Linked DNA regions of Mus musculus: region 2 is linked to region 1. A link is a contact called in public HiCAR-type data. All regions are on one chromosome and are shown on one strand. Each heading gives the region's core, a stretch centred on a gene start, on an enhancer-like site or on the middle of the called end of the contact. The rest is flanking DNA. Distances are from core to core; before and after follow the strand shown. Region 1 holds the start of Pip4p1 (phosphatidylinositol-4,5-bisphosphate 4-phosphatase 1). Region 2 holds the start of Supt16 (SPT16, facilitates chromatin remodeling subunit).

Region 1 (7,128 bases), core at 1,357-3,856:
TTCTCACATCTACTGAGTGAACCAGGATTGCTGATAACTCATTTCTTTCTCCAGAGTGGGGACACTGTTTAGCTTCTTAGTTTATTAGTGAATTTTAACTTTAGTTCACCTCTACCTAAAAGTATACTCCCCCTACATCCTATCACCAGACTCATTTTAGGTTTTTATTTTATAAGGCAAGGGTCTCATGTTGGTACCCTGCACAGCCTCAAATCCTATAGTCAATGGCCTTGAAATTCTATGCTCCTGCCTCTACCTCCTAGGTACTGGGACCACAGGCTTGCACCGCCATGCTCAGTTCTGCTCAGTTTGTGTGGTGCTGGATGATCGTGTTCATGCAAGCTAGGCCAATACTTTTACCAGCTAAGCCACATTTGCAGCTGGCAACAACCTACTCCCTCATTTTGTATTATAGATGGGGTCTTGCTATGTAGCCTGGGCTACCTTAGAACTGCCTGTATTCTTTGATTACAGGGACAGAACCCAACACCAGCTCTCTCACCATTCTTTAAGGTATCACCTTCTCAAATCTTAGCCTGTGATGAGGCTGGTAAGAGGTTTGCATTGAGGCTACTCACAGCAAGGCCAGTGGCAGTGACTGCCAAGAGTAAACCAAGCAAGAAGCAGCAAATACATCTCTTCCTAGGATATCGTCTCCCAATAGATGACCTGTGGGGAGCCAATAGAAACTGATATTTGGAATAGCCCTGTTGATTTTATGCCACCCACCACCCAGTCACCAGTACAATCCCTAACCACTTACACTTTTCTGCAGTGAGGGCATCGTGCCAAGGTTCGGTCTGTGAATTCTGTCCACTATGGAAAAAGAAGAACAGCCATAGAAAGAAGGCTCTCCTCCATGAGAACCCGAAAGCAGGGGGGAGGAGGAAATTCTTTTCAGGATTTACTACTATTCCTAGTACTTGCCTCCTCCAGGGTTTCCCAATATCCCTCCTCACCAGAAACGTGTTCTTGCAATGTCCACAGATGACCCTGACACCCATTGGCTGTGGCTCTGGACTCAGAGGTCCTGGATGCACAGGCCCTAGGTTGATGATTCTTTTGCTATACAGGGGGAAAAGTATGTTTTTAAAATTCTTAGTTCTATTTGGATCTGATGACACACTGCATCCCAGCACTTAGGAGGTGTAGGCAGGATGACTAGACATTCAAGGTGCTACTACACAGGCCTTCCTGCCTCCACTTCTCAGGTGCTGGGATTGAACACAGGCATGCACCACCTTGCCCAGCTCTAGATTTTTGTTTGTTTTTTTGTTTGTTTGTTTCCCTATTGCTTTACAACTTTCCTTACATATGGCCTTCTCTTCTTAGGTCTCTTACCAGTAGGGCCGAGGGCAGGCAATCCGCTGAGAAGTCACTTTGCAGATAAGGAGACAATTACAGGGGCATCGGACATACTTCTTTCCTGGAGGTGCATTCTTGATGGGCTAGAGAACAATGAATAAAGGAACAATGGGCATTTCAGCAGAGAAGCCCATTATCCCAGTCCTCTGCAAGGACATTACTGAGAAAGAGAATCAGACATTTGAGATATACAAATGTTGCCAGCAGAGTAGAGTGTGCCTGTGAGACTGGGGCAGGAAGATTGCAGAGTCTGATGGGAACCCGGGTCATTGTGAGATCGTCTCAGAAAAGCAGAGAACCCCAAAATACAAAAATCAAAAGCAACTGCAACAACTGCCAGTGAGAACTACACTTCAGGTCCAGGAAAGATCAAAAAGTGAGAGCTTGGTGAACGTTATTTTTAGTGAGTGGCTTCTAAAGAAATGGCTGCTGCAAGATGCAGGAACTGAAAGTTTCATGAACAGGGTGTTGAACCAGAAAGAGGATCCAGGAAACAAGGCCCATTCTGCAGATAGTTATAACTCACAGTGGCTTCGTTGCAGACACCACATTTGACTACATGCTGATGCATCTTGCCTTCCACGTTGATCGGAGACTGACAGACGCGACAGGTAATCATGGGGGCACTCCCACTATCCGGGCTAGTCAAGGGTGAGTAGGGGGGTGGGTCCTCTCCAGGCAACACGGCTGGATGTCCCTCAGGGAACGGGGGAAATGCTACGAAGAGGAAGCAGATAAACCCAAAATCATCATTCGAACACTTCCCACGGATGCTCCACGGACGTGGGGAACCCTCTGAGTAAGCTCGATCCGCTGCTCACAAAAAAAGCGCTCAGATCAGTTTCCTCAAAACCCGCTTTCAGGCCAGGCTTAGGCAGTGATTGCGGACCGAGGATGCCTCGCCCCGTGACAGGTGCCACGGGGCCACACCTGGCGCGGAAGCAGGCTCCGCCCCCTGACCCGATCCGCCCCTAGGCCTGCGTGCACCTCAGACCTCCGGCTTACCCTGGGGCGGGGCATGTTTACCGGCTCCGTACGGAGGTGCGGAGGGCGTCAGGCCTCCACCGGGCCCGGTCGCGCTCCCGCCCGGGCCCGCTAAGCCGTTGCCACCAGCGCCGCCATCGCCGGCCTCGGAGAGCAGCGGGGAGCGCTCTCCGTCTGCCGCCATGGCGACTCCCGCTCGGTCAGCGACCAGCTCCCGCCGCCGCTGCCACCGCCGCCGCCGCCGTCGCTACCGGGTCCCTAAGGCGCCTGCGCGCCGCGTTCGCCCGCAGCCAGTGCCGCCCCGCTCACGTGACAGGCTGGCCCCGCCCCTCTGCGCTGTCATTCGTGGACCTGAAACAGTTCCCGGTTTGTAAGGGAGCGTCCCTTCTCCATTGGAGAGAGACGTGTCACGTCACTGTCACATGGTCTTCCCGTAGCTGCTGAGTCCGTAAACACTGCACGTGACTCGAAGTTGTGCGAGCGATTGGAAGTGGGGCGGTCGCGCTACCTCCGGCCCAGGTGGGCGGCTGCCCCGCACGCGTCACGTGCGCAGCCTGTCGCGTGAGTCGCTCCTCATTGGGCCCAAGTCTCCCGTGGGACGTAACCCTATTGGCCCAAATTTAGCGCCAGAACGTGAGGGCGGCTGCCTTCTGGCTGGCAGGGCTGGTATCCTGGGCCGCGGGAACCGCCCTAAAACCTGGACAAGAATCGAAAAGCCACCGGGAGCTTGAGGGCTTAGCACGCTTGTCTGACTTGGCACAAGGCCCCCGAGTAGTGGTGATGTGGTTGCGTATGCCTGTAAATGCAACACTTGGGGAGATGAGTTAGGAAAGGGAATTCCAGGGTAGCGGAGAGAAACACTGAACTACACAAGGAGGATCAGAATACAAGAGGGCGGGGCACTGGGAAGATGCGTTAGCGGTTAAGGGAACTTTCTGCTCTTTCAAAGGAGCCTAGTTTGAGTCCTAGGGCCGATGCTACCTGTAACTCTACCTCCTGGAGATTGTGCACCCGGCAGCTACATACACGTGGCTTAAGTGCGTGGGCACACACACATATATATAAAATAAAAACGTCCAAAGTTAAAAAAACAGAAGGTCACAGTGTAGGGCTGTAATCCCAGACTATGGAAGATGGAGACAGGAGGATCAGACATTCGGGTTTGGCTAAGAGTTTGAGACCAGCCTGAGCTATATGAAGACTGTCTAAAAGCCTAGTGCGCATGCTGAGTCTGAGGCTGGCTAAAGCAAGAGGATCATGAGTTTGAGTCCGATTTGACTCACAAACGGAAATGAGAGACTGTTCCTGTAGGATGGTTATGGTGATGCTATCTGGTGAACTTAATGGTAACCATGCTGGAAGCCCTAGGTTCCCTTTCAGCGCCTAAAAAAGATAATAATAATAATTTTTTTTTAATTCTGAAAATGTGCTGTACTACCACTGCTACATCCACAGTCTTTAGTTTTGAGACAAGATCCTGGCTTGGAATTTGGTGATTCTTCGCAAACCTCCCGGGTAATTGAGAATACAGGCATTTGCCTCTAAGCATAGCTGTAAAATTATAATTAATTCTACAAGTGTCTCTACAAGGGTTAAGGTTGGAACCAACCTGAAAGCCCCTCTCAAAGCATGTGTGCAAGTGCTGTCTACGGAAGCTGCCATGGGAGAAAAGCAACTAAAACCCCCTACAAATCACAATGGCCAGCCCAGCAAGAGTGGGTTCAATAGTGTGGCACTTCATCTCAAGGGTAACCTGCTGGACTTTAGGCCTGGGATGGTGTGCTTCTGTCAACCTTGTCAACTACTGTGGCTGGTGACGTCATGGGCCCTAGGAGAAAACCCACTGCTGCTGCCCTCCTAAAACACTAAAATTCTGAACAGCATTCTAAATAAATACCTATATATATGTATCCACACGTCTGCCTGCTCCCCCCCCTCACACACACACACACTCTCTCTCTCTCTCAAATACACCATTAAAGAAGCAGCCTTTCCTCAGAGCAGATGGAGGCCACTACAGTGATCCACAACTGATCTAAATACCTCCATTGCTGAAATGAAAATTATCTTTTATTAGTGTCTCTCTCCACCGATGGAAGGGAAGTGCATCATTTTACTCAATTGATGTATACTGACCTGTCAGATATATACACATGTGTTTATTGATTCAGCTAGTGACTCAAATCCAAAGATAGTTTTGTCATATTTGGTAGATGAACGTCTTTAGACTTTGCTTAATTTTTGTCTTCAGCAAAGAAATTGTAAATGGAGGCTTTTTTGTTTTGGTTTGATTTTTTTTTTTTTTAAATAGGGTCTCATCCTTGAACTAGGCTGGTCTTAAATTCTTGGCAAGTCCCACCTCTCCTCAAAGGCCTGAGACACCATGCCTGATTCTAGGTTCTGATAGTTTTAGACACAGGTTTTTTTTTTTTTTCAGATTAGTTTCTACCATCAGACTTGTCTTCAACAACCCCAACACTCCCCAGCACATACTTAAAAAATGAGTCACAGCTCTGCAGACAACAGGCCAGTTTGCTGTTCTTGCTGATTTCTGCTATAGACTCTCAATTAGGTTAGGTTTCGCTATTTGGGCCCTTGCTATATATAGCCCCCCAAATCTATCCTTTTGTGATACGATACCTCCATCTTCACTAAAGTTGTGTTTTATGATAACTTATATCCGGTTCTAGCTATACAAAAAAAGTTAAAAGTAGAACTGGGGACATATTTCAGTGGTGAAGCACTTGCCTAGCACACATTATGCCCGGGATTTCAATCCTAGTATGCATTCCTGCCACCAAAACAATGTAGGGAGGAAAGAACCCATTTTATACTCTGAAGGGTCAAAGTAGAATAAATGAGTTTGTGTGTGTGTGAGAGAGAGAGAGAATAAATGGTTTATGTATTTATCTACTGTTCATTCATTTATTCATTTGTCATTTGGCCTCTAGGTGATGTTTTTGTTACAGATCAAATACAGGGTGTAGACTAGAAATCAAATGAAAGTAAATGTTAGCCACTAGATTGGATATTTTCTGACAAGTATGTGAGGTATTGAAGGAAGTACATGATAATTTATGAATTCCTCAGTACACACCTTTACATCTTTTTGTGCTGTGTCTTGAGACAGGATCTCTCTGTGACCCAGGCGCTACTAGGACTAATGATTCTGCTACTGCAGGCCTCTGAATGCTGTGACTACAGGCTTGAGACACGATACCCAGTTTCGATACAGACACCGCCCTCTTGTCTTTAAACCTCTTTCAGCCTTAGATCTGGGAGAGGGTTCAGGGAAGACAATTGCTCTCTTAGTGCTCTCATGACAATGCTGGGTTGTTAAAAAAAGTCTTGGATTTTTTTTATTAAAACAAAAAGATTATTTTAAAAATTGCATTCATTCATTTGTTTATTTTTGAGACAGGATCTTACTTTGTAGTCCTGGCTGCCCTGAAGCTCACTATATCAGGCTGGCCTCAAGCTCCACCTGTCTCCTCTGCCTCCCAATTGGTGGGATCAAAGGCATATACCACTAAACTTAGCCTATATTTGTGTGTGTGGTGTGTCTATTCACTTGTGTGGAAGTCAGTGGACAAATTTTGGTAATTGGTTTTCTTCGACCATGTGGGTCTTGGTGATTAAACACACATTGTCAACTTTGACAACAAGCATCTTTAAATGTATTTATTTGCATGAGTTTATGTGCACCAAATGTATACAGGATCCTGCTGAGACGAGAGGAGGGTTTTAGAGTACCTTAAAGCTGGTGTTACAGGCAGCTTCAAAGTGCTGTGTGGATGCTGGGAGTGGAACTTAGGTCCTCTGTAAGAACAAGCATTCATTACTGCTGAACCATCTCTTCAGCCTTTTCTATAATCCTTGAATGCCAAGACTTTCTATAATCCCTGAATGCCAAGGACCCACTACTTAGTCTGGAGGTGGAGTAATCACTCACTACCTGTCTTAAATAATAAATGCATTGGGATAGATTCCTAGTAGTCCGGTCTTTTATTATTGCCACTGCTCATAGAGGGAGAAGCTCAGATGGGATATATAACAGCAACTCATGGAACAAAGGAAATCCCTTACTTCGATAGACATTAGAAGGGAGGGGCTCTGAGACAGGAGAGGAGTTCTGCATTTAGCAGAGTGGGTAAGATGCTAGACTAGATAGAAGGTCACTATTTAGAAAGTTAATCCTGTTGTCCCACCATACCTCTGGGGCTGCTACCGTAGCAGACTAGCAGTCTAAGAGAGGACATAAAGTGTGGTGGATCCCTTCTAGAGAGATGTCTATGGTCTAAAGCTGCCTACAGTTCTAGGCAGAGAGCACCCTAGGAAAATTCAGGTTAATGAAGTTTGTCATCTCCTCAAGTGAGAATATGGTTTGGTAGTGATCAGATATGACAAGCTCAGAAAACAAAGTAATTTGTGAGAAAGGCCGTAAAGATGGTAAAAAACAAAACAAAACATATCAACATAAAGGAATAGGTCTTCTGGTCTTTAGATAGATAGATAGATAGATAGATAGATAGATAGATAGATAGATAGATAGATAGATAGATATCATATACGTACACATTTAATTTGCTTGCTTGTCTGTCTGTGTACTACTTTCCTGCCTGTTGCCTGCAGATGCCAGAGGGGACACCAGGTCCTCTGTAACTGGATTACAGATGGTTGTTGAATCCAGCTTCTCTGGAAGAGTATCAGGTGTTTTAACGGCTGAGCCATCTATTCAACTCTGCTTTTTTGGGTCTTTAGTCACATGGTAAGTGACAG
Region 2 (7,251 bases), core at 40-2,539, 1.3 Mb after region 1:
CTGTAGAAACGGGGGCTTTTGATTATCATCATTGCATACATCATAACACAGTGACAGTAAATATTCCCTGGATAGGGATATAGCTTAATGGTAAAACACAGAGGTGGTGGTAGGGCCAATCCTCAGGACCAAACAATATAATTTTGTGATAGAGACCACTAAGTCATCTAAAAAAAATTAGCCAATAAAGTGAAAAACCCTATATTATTTTCAGCACGCAATGCATCTTGCTTAAAAGATACATAGGCTTTTTTCTGATGAGGCAGGAAAAACAACCGACTTCAGTAAAGGTTCAATTTTATTTACTAAATGACGAGCCGATTGATACAGTCTCACTATGAAGCACAGGCAGGCTTGAAACTAGTCATTTTCCTGCCTCAGCCTCAGAAATCATGGGATTACATGCAGGAGCCAAGAATGGAGAGGACCAATCAGTATAAGATAGTTTACAAAGCTGAAACCGGAGTTGGTATTTTTTCAGAGCATTTTCGGCTTTCTTTTTTATCAGTTCTATTTCCCCTCACTCACAAGGTTCAGAGCCCAGACGATAGACCGTTCAGACAGTATGAAATCAATCAAACACTTGTGAAGTTAACAAGTTAACTAGCAAAAAAGTAAGTTTGAAATTATGATTATAAAACAGGGAAACTGCCCAATCTTTGGAGAAGCCCTGGAACTTCCACAGCGTTTTCCTCAACACGTGCCCCCGGTATGCTGCCGACATGGGAAACCGGCTTTGAGGCGTCCCATCAATTAATTCTTAGGAGAGCCCGCAGGTTCCCAGCGCTGGGTCTGTGACCCACGCAGGGCCTAAGGAGAAGCAGCGGGGCGCGGGAGCAGCATTTCTCAACTCCAGCAGAGGCCGGGGAGCGGGGAGCGCCAAGAGCTCCGGGCACAGCTTTCGCGCCCCTTTCCCGCAAACGGTAATTGTGGCGGGACCTGGGCGGGCCGCTGTGGCCGCGGGGCGGGCCAGGCGCGTGCGGACCCCGCAGGCGCAGCACGGCGCGGCGAGCCGGACGCTGCCGGGGCAGGCGGGAGCGCGGCGGAGCCGGAGGTTTCTGGCTGAGGGGGAAAAGGGCGCCGGGAAGCAGGCTATTATGGGATGTGGGGCTCCCGGGGGCGCGGGGCTCCTTACCCGCCAGTTACTGTACAATCTCTTCACTCGCCGGTAGTACGCGTCTTTGTCCAGAGTCACAGCCATTGCCCTGGACGCCGCTTCCCGTCGGGCTCCGAGAATCACGCGAGGTCCCAGCTCCGCCACCCGCGCTCGGCCCGGAATCCCGCACTCTCTGTGACCCGGAAGTACCGACCGCCCGGTATCCCCTTCCGCTTCCGGGTCCCTAGAGCGTCGAAGATTTAAAAAGCGAAAAAACCAAACCCACCGCTCGTTCCGTAGGGTGGCGGGAGGAAGGGCAACCGAGGACGCAAAAGTGAAGTCAACAGACCGAGGTGCAGCGCGGGCTCGCGGGCTCTGGAAGCTCTCTCCGGCGCCAGAGGCTCCCGTCACGTGACCCGCCCACTTTCCGAGCTCCGGGCGCTCTGGGCGGCGGGCAGAGGGAGGGGAGCAGAAAGAGCGGGACCCGCGTGCAGCCAGGCGCAGGAGTGAGTCCTCTGCCCCAGGGCAGGCCAGTGACCGCCCCGGGGAAGGCACTCTCAACCAAACACTGCACCCCAGAGGGACGGAGCCCACCTTCGCGAATAAGCTGCGCGGTGGGCAGCAGAGTAGGAAGGAAAGGTTCTGTTTTCCTTTAAGAGATGGGCCGGTAGGGTGGAAGGAAACAAATGGCTCGGAGTGGCTCCTAAACTTTGTAGTTCTTTCCAGCCTCGCGAAGACCCAAGTTGTGAAGGCACCCTTTTTGTCAGCGTGTACTTTTGCTGTATTTCATGAAAAGCCACATTATTCTCTGGCTTTCCCCAAGAATAGTTATCCTGACTAATTGAAAAAAAAAATATGGCTCTTGAAATTAATCCTCGTTTAAGAATGTGAAGTACAATTCAAAATATTTTACCTCTTTATCTTGTATCATTTCCTTGGCTTTAACAAACGGGATAACCCGCCATTATATATGCCTATTGAGGACTACAAATGGCTTTTCTATTAGTTGCAACAGTATTGAACTGTAGGAGAATGGTGTTTAAATTACGCAGCAAAAAACAGTACTTATATTGTGTTTAAGGAAACAGAACATAGGAAGAATGGAAAAGGATTAACTTAAATTTATTAATGCCAAGGGGAAGGAAGGTAACAGTTCCTGACCCTCCAGCTGTAGCCACAGTTTGGCCAGGAACAGGCTCTGCCAGAGGCTAGGGCCAGCGCTACATAGTCTGTGGTTAATGGAGGCGTCTGGGGAGGGGTGAGCACACCAGCTGCTCTAAGCTCCTTTGCTTCCCCAGAAACGAGGAAGTGGTCATTTATTATTTTTTTTTTTTAGGAGTTCCCCTGCCCACCCAATCCTCTCAAAATTGGGAGCAATTGGGTACAAGTTTTTTGTTTTTTTTTGTTTTTTGTTTTTTTCTTTTTCTTTTCACCTCCTGAAGTCTTGGGTTTCCCCATATTGTTCCCTGCCCCTCCCACATTTCCAAAGTCCAAGGGCCAGAGTAAGGGATTCCAGCAGCCACCCATCACGGGTCTATATGGGGCTTCAGTCGTCAGCATCTTCACTGGAGTCTGAGTTGGCTGGCATCATAGGGTCATCAATGAGTGAGAAGTCCCGTTCTGAGCTGTCATAGCCCTGAGATAAATCATCATCTTCTTCATCCTCCTCTTCATCATCGTCCTCAGGTTGCAGTGTTGGTAACCGCAAGGCAGTACCAGAGGTGGTAGTAGCTGGTGAAGAAGGGTAGCCAGTGGTTCTCAAGCCTGGATGGTGATGGTGGTGATGGTGGGGGTGGGGATGGTGGTGGTGATGATGAAGCATGGTGCTGGAGTCTACATGAGGGGGTGCTGCTGCACCCATCACAAACGGCATAAAAGGCAGAGATGCAGAAGTGGTACTGCTGTGACCCAGAGACGACACAGACTGTAGGTTACTACTGCTGTGTTGAAAGGTGTTATGCAGAGACAGGGACCCAGTGCTTCCACCCTGCATCAGGGCCATCATCTTAGAAAGGTCTGGTCTTGTCCTACGGACCCGTTTCTTGCTGTTCTCTGGTGCAACAGGCCCTGGCAAAACCCGGTTGAACGCAGTTTCAGCATAGTGACCCTGTGAGGTAGGAACAAAAGACAGTAAAAAGATGGAGGTTGGGGGAGTGGGGGAAGGGGACAGATAGGACTTGACTCAGAAACCACATATGTCCTAGCTTAGAAATGCTTGCCTGATTTGGCTTGATTAGTGTTAATGGAGGTGTTACTGAGGGTGAGATCAAGAATTTGATATTGATAGCCATGTGAACGGTAAGGTTTTTCCCCCTGCTTCATACTTTTCTGCAACCTTTTTACAAATGCCTTTTCCTTTGCTAGTAAGGGGTCTGAGTAAAACAGTGAATGAATCAGTACATGTACAGAAAAACTGACTTAATTGTAGCCCGAGAACAGTTTGTTGGCATGATCTTATGTGAAGTGCGGCACAACTACACAGACATTTATTTAAATTTATCCTCTGTTATTACACGATAATAGCTGAGCAAGATCAGCTTAGGATATCCAAGAAGATTATGGGAAAGTTCTCACCAAATTTAATAAAAATGTTCCACATTGATAAACATTATCTTTTGGGTGTGGTGGTTCATGCTCTGAGCCTTTGGAGGGCAAGGCGGAGTTGCCAAGAGTTCAAGGATAACCTAGAATATACTTCTTTCTTTTTTCCTTTTTGTTTTGTTTTTTTCAAGACAGGTAGCCCTGGCTGTCCTGGAACTCACTATGTAGAGCAGGCTGACCTCAAAGTCACCAAGATACACCTACCAATGCCCCCCCCTGAGTGTTGGGATTAAAGTTGTGTGCCATCATTGCCACCAATATAGTTATTTCTAAGCCAGATTCAGTTATTGAATGAGATTCTGTCTCAAAACCAAAAGGAGAGACAAAACACACAAACCTCTACAATAAAATAAATCACATATTTACTGAATTTAAAATGTTTTTCCTCTTTTTATTACATTTAATAAGACTGGAAACTACTACGCTAGGACCTTTGCTTTGTGGCCCAAACTCCAATAGGATGAACTAAACACCAAGCACAAACAATTGGTATGTACATCTCTGGATACACCAAGACCTAAAATCCACACCTGACATGGAACATACCTTTTTGACTTGGAAAAGCAAATATTTAACACTTTATGGCATAGACCTTCAAAACAAGATTACAATGCCTAGATGCTTGCAGGCCTTAGTAGTAATGTAGCCCTAGAATCCCTGCCACCAGTTTTACACGAATAGCTAAGAATTGTATCTGGCCAATGAGGCATATGTCTACAGTCCCAGCCTTTGAGGAAACATAGGAAAATCACTGCAGCCTATAAGTCTGGAGCTAGCCTGGACAATACAGTAATATCTTTTTATTTTCTTTTTCTTTTTTTAAAATGGGAACGGGGGTGGCTCAGCAATTAAGAGCACTGGCTACTTTTCCAGAGAACCTGGGTTGAATTCCCAGTACCCTCATGGCAGCTCAGAGCTGTGTGTAATCCAGTTCCAGAACTTCTGACACCTTCATACAGATATAAGTGCAGGCAGATAACCAATGGACATAAAATAAAAAAACTGTGGAGTTGGTTCTCTCTTTTCACTATTATCTGTGCTCTGGGGATTGAACAGACTGTCAGGCTCAGGTTATCAGCAAGCATTTGACCCTCACCTCCATGTGCTGACATGTGAAACTAAATGGACATGATCAAAGCTAATTCCTTTACATTTTAAAATTACTATAGCAATATATCATAAACTACTATGTAGTATATATAACATGATAGTATATAACTATATCATAAACTGTATCCATCATGTATAGTACATATACTATATATCACATACATACATGCATACACACACATACAAATCAACTATATAGATTAAGGTACGAATGATAAAGAGAAATTTTCAGAGTTATATTTTGGTAGAAAACAGAAATAATACACAATCTACCAAATGGTCTATAAGCTTGGTATGAAATAGTCACTGACTAAAATTGGTATTAACTTGAAAAATCTGTTTTTGGGGCTGGAGAGAGATGGCTCAGTGGTTAAGAGCATTGGCTGCTCTTCTAGACACCCAGGTTGTAGTCTCAGTATTTACAACCATCGGCTCCAGTTCCACATAATCTGATACCCAAGTCTGACCTTTAAGAGCATCAGGCAAGCACCTGGTGCACAGACAGACATAAAGACAAGCACTCATATACGTAAAAGTAAAAATTGATAAAATTAAGTAAAATGTGATTTCTTATAATTTTTCTACTAAACTTCAGATTATCTAGTTGATGATGTAACTCACCGGTAAAGCATGTTACCTAGTAAGCTTAAGGTATTGGGTTCAATCGTTAGTATTTACTCCAAAACGCCCAATTTAAAAAAAAAATCTTTAGTTATGTAGGCGAGAAGGAAAAGCCTTGATGCTTCAAAAATACCAATAACAGTATTCTGTTAAGTTGAAACTCAAAGCACAGAGGGCAAAAGGATTAGAGGGCCGATCACTGTTGAATCTCTGAAAATATGAAGACAGCATAATAAAAGTGCTATTTTCTCACCTTTTTCCCATTTCTAGAGTTCGCTGGCTGTACTGGTTCCATTCCCAAACAGTTCAATTCTGCCTTATTATTTTTTTTACATCTCTGCCACTTCTGTTTTCTACGTTCCTCCATATACTGCAATAGAAAAGAATTGGTTACCCTAGAGAAATGGCAATGTCTGTACTAATTATTGAGATATTACTGCCTTCTGTTTGACAATAAACCTGTCTTCTATAAAGCTAGATTAGTCAAGAGTGGAAAACTGTTATTAAAGGGTTCTAATTCTCCAAACTGGGTAATCTCTGGAATAGTTTGAGAGTAAGATTTCCTAAACACTTAGTTGAAGAAGTGCCTGGATATTTTAGTATTTTAAATCTTTGAATATTTATAGGAAGTAAGACTGAGTATTACCATTCTGATTTTGCAGATGCAGAAACAGTGGTATGTATAAAAATATAGCATGCTTTCTTGATCTCACACACCTTAAACACCGCGAGACTTTAAATCTTGCTGGATGGAACTGCCACTCACCGCTAGAAATCGGGGATCAACAGCAAACTCTGGATGACCCTGTAACCACATCTCCAGCTCCGCCCGGCGAGGGGCCTCATCACCCACCAGCAAAGTACCATCCACCTTATTGATGACAGGGATCCGGGTCTCCAGGTCCAGATCAAGGTGATTAGGCTCTTCCATGCACTCCACCTCCAGCTGCAACCCAGAATCCACCCCCATGAGCACATACACTTGTTTGGAAGGAGGAGGAGAGGGAAGCAGGGCCAATGGTAGTCATGAGGAAACTTCCCAACTGCCTTCAATTACTGATAATAAAAAGACCTTATCTAGTCACCAGGTAATTTAATCATGAGTAGTTGGTTCCCTACCACTTACCTCTACTAGCTTTTTCCTGTTCCCCTTCTTCTTATGAAACAGTGGATGTCCATCTCCCATTACACCATTAGCCATCAATCTATGCTTCTGGAATGTTAACTTCAATCCTTCTTCCTATGAAGACAAGCAACCAGCCAAGACATCACATGAAACATTCTTATAGCCAGTAAAGATTAGACTGGGAGAACTTTGGCTGTCTGACTGAAGAACAGAAATCAGATATAGAATGAAACCTTTTCCTAAGAAAGATTTCATGCCTTTAACTAATAGCCTCCATACAGGTTTTTTTTTTTGTTCCCTTTATAAAATTACATTTTATTTCTGAGATTATAAACATACTACCATCATTTCCCCCTCCCCTTTCCTCCCTCCAAACTCTTCCATATACTTCTCCTTGCTCTCTTTCAAATTCATGGCCTCATTTTTCATTAATTGTTGTTACAAGCATATATGTTGTTTGGATGTTTTTCAGGGCTGATCATTTACTATTGGATAACTGGTCAGTATACACCTCCCTCCAAAGGACTAAAATTTCTTCCATTCCTCAGCAGCCTTTAGTTGACTATAGTTCTTTACTAAGGTCAAGGCCTTGTGAGCCGTCCCTCTTCTGTGCCAGCATGCCTATTTGCTGCCCTCTCTGTTGGTACTTATGCTGGTAAGACTTTATGGTGTGGGTTCTCTCTCTCTCTCTCTCTCT

What was found. HiCAR-type assays count read pairs that join an accessible place to other places.
Region 2: a contact with region 1 is called in a HiCAR-type map of astrocytes, with 2.8 times the contacts expected there. The contact joins the promoter of Supt16 here to the promoter of Pip4p1 in region 1. A contact is called at or near these places in 1 of 39 promoter capture datasets (liver), 1 of 115 datasets of contacts at active chromatin or transcription factors (astrocytes) and 1 of 9 other capture datasets (adipose tissue).

The regions. Positions count from the first base shown.
Region 1 is chr14:50,928,243-50,935,370 of GRCm38.p6, forward strand. Pip4p1 (phosphatidylinositol-4,5-bisphosphate 4-phosphatase 1) reads right to left here and starts at 2,607. Exons shown (of 7, transcript NM_001033271.5): 1 at 2,371-2,607; 2 at 1,892-2,082; 3 at 1,342-1,448; 4 at 960-1,065; 5 at 764-816; 6 at 579-669. The coding sequence starts at 2,533.
Region 2 is chr14:52,195,950-52,203,200 of GRCm38.p6, forward strand. Supt16 (SPT16, facilitates chromatin remodeling subunit) reads right to left here and starts at 1,290. Exons shown (of 26, transcript NM_033618.3): 1 at 1,136-1,290. The coding sequence starts at 1,201. It overlaps Chd8 (chromodomain helicase DNA binding protein 8), which reads right to left. Exons shown (of 38, transcript NM_201637.3): 35 at 6,555-6,668; 36 at 6,195-6,374; 37 at 5,682-5,798; 38 at 2,202-3,203. The coding sequence ends at 2,643.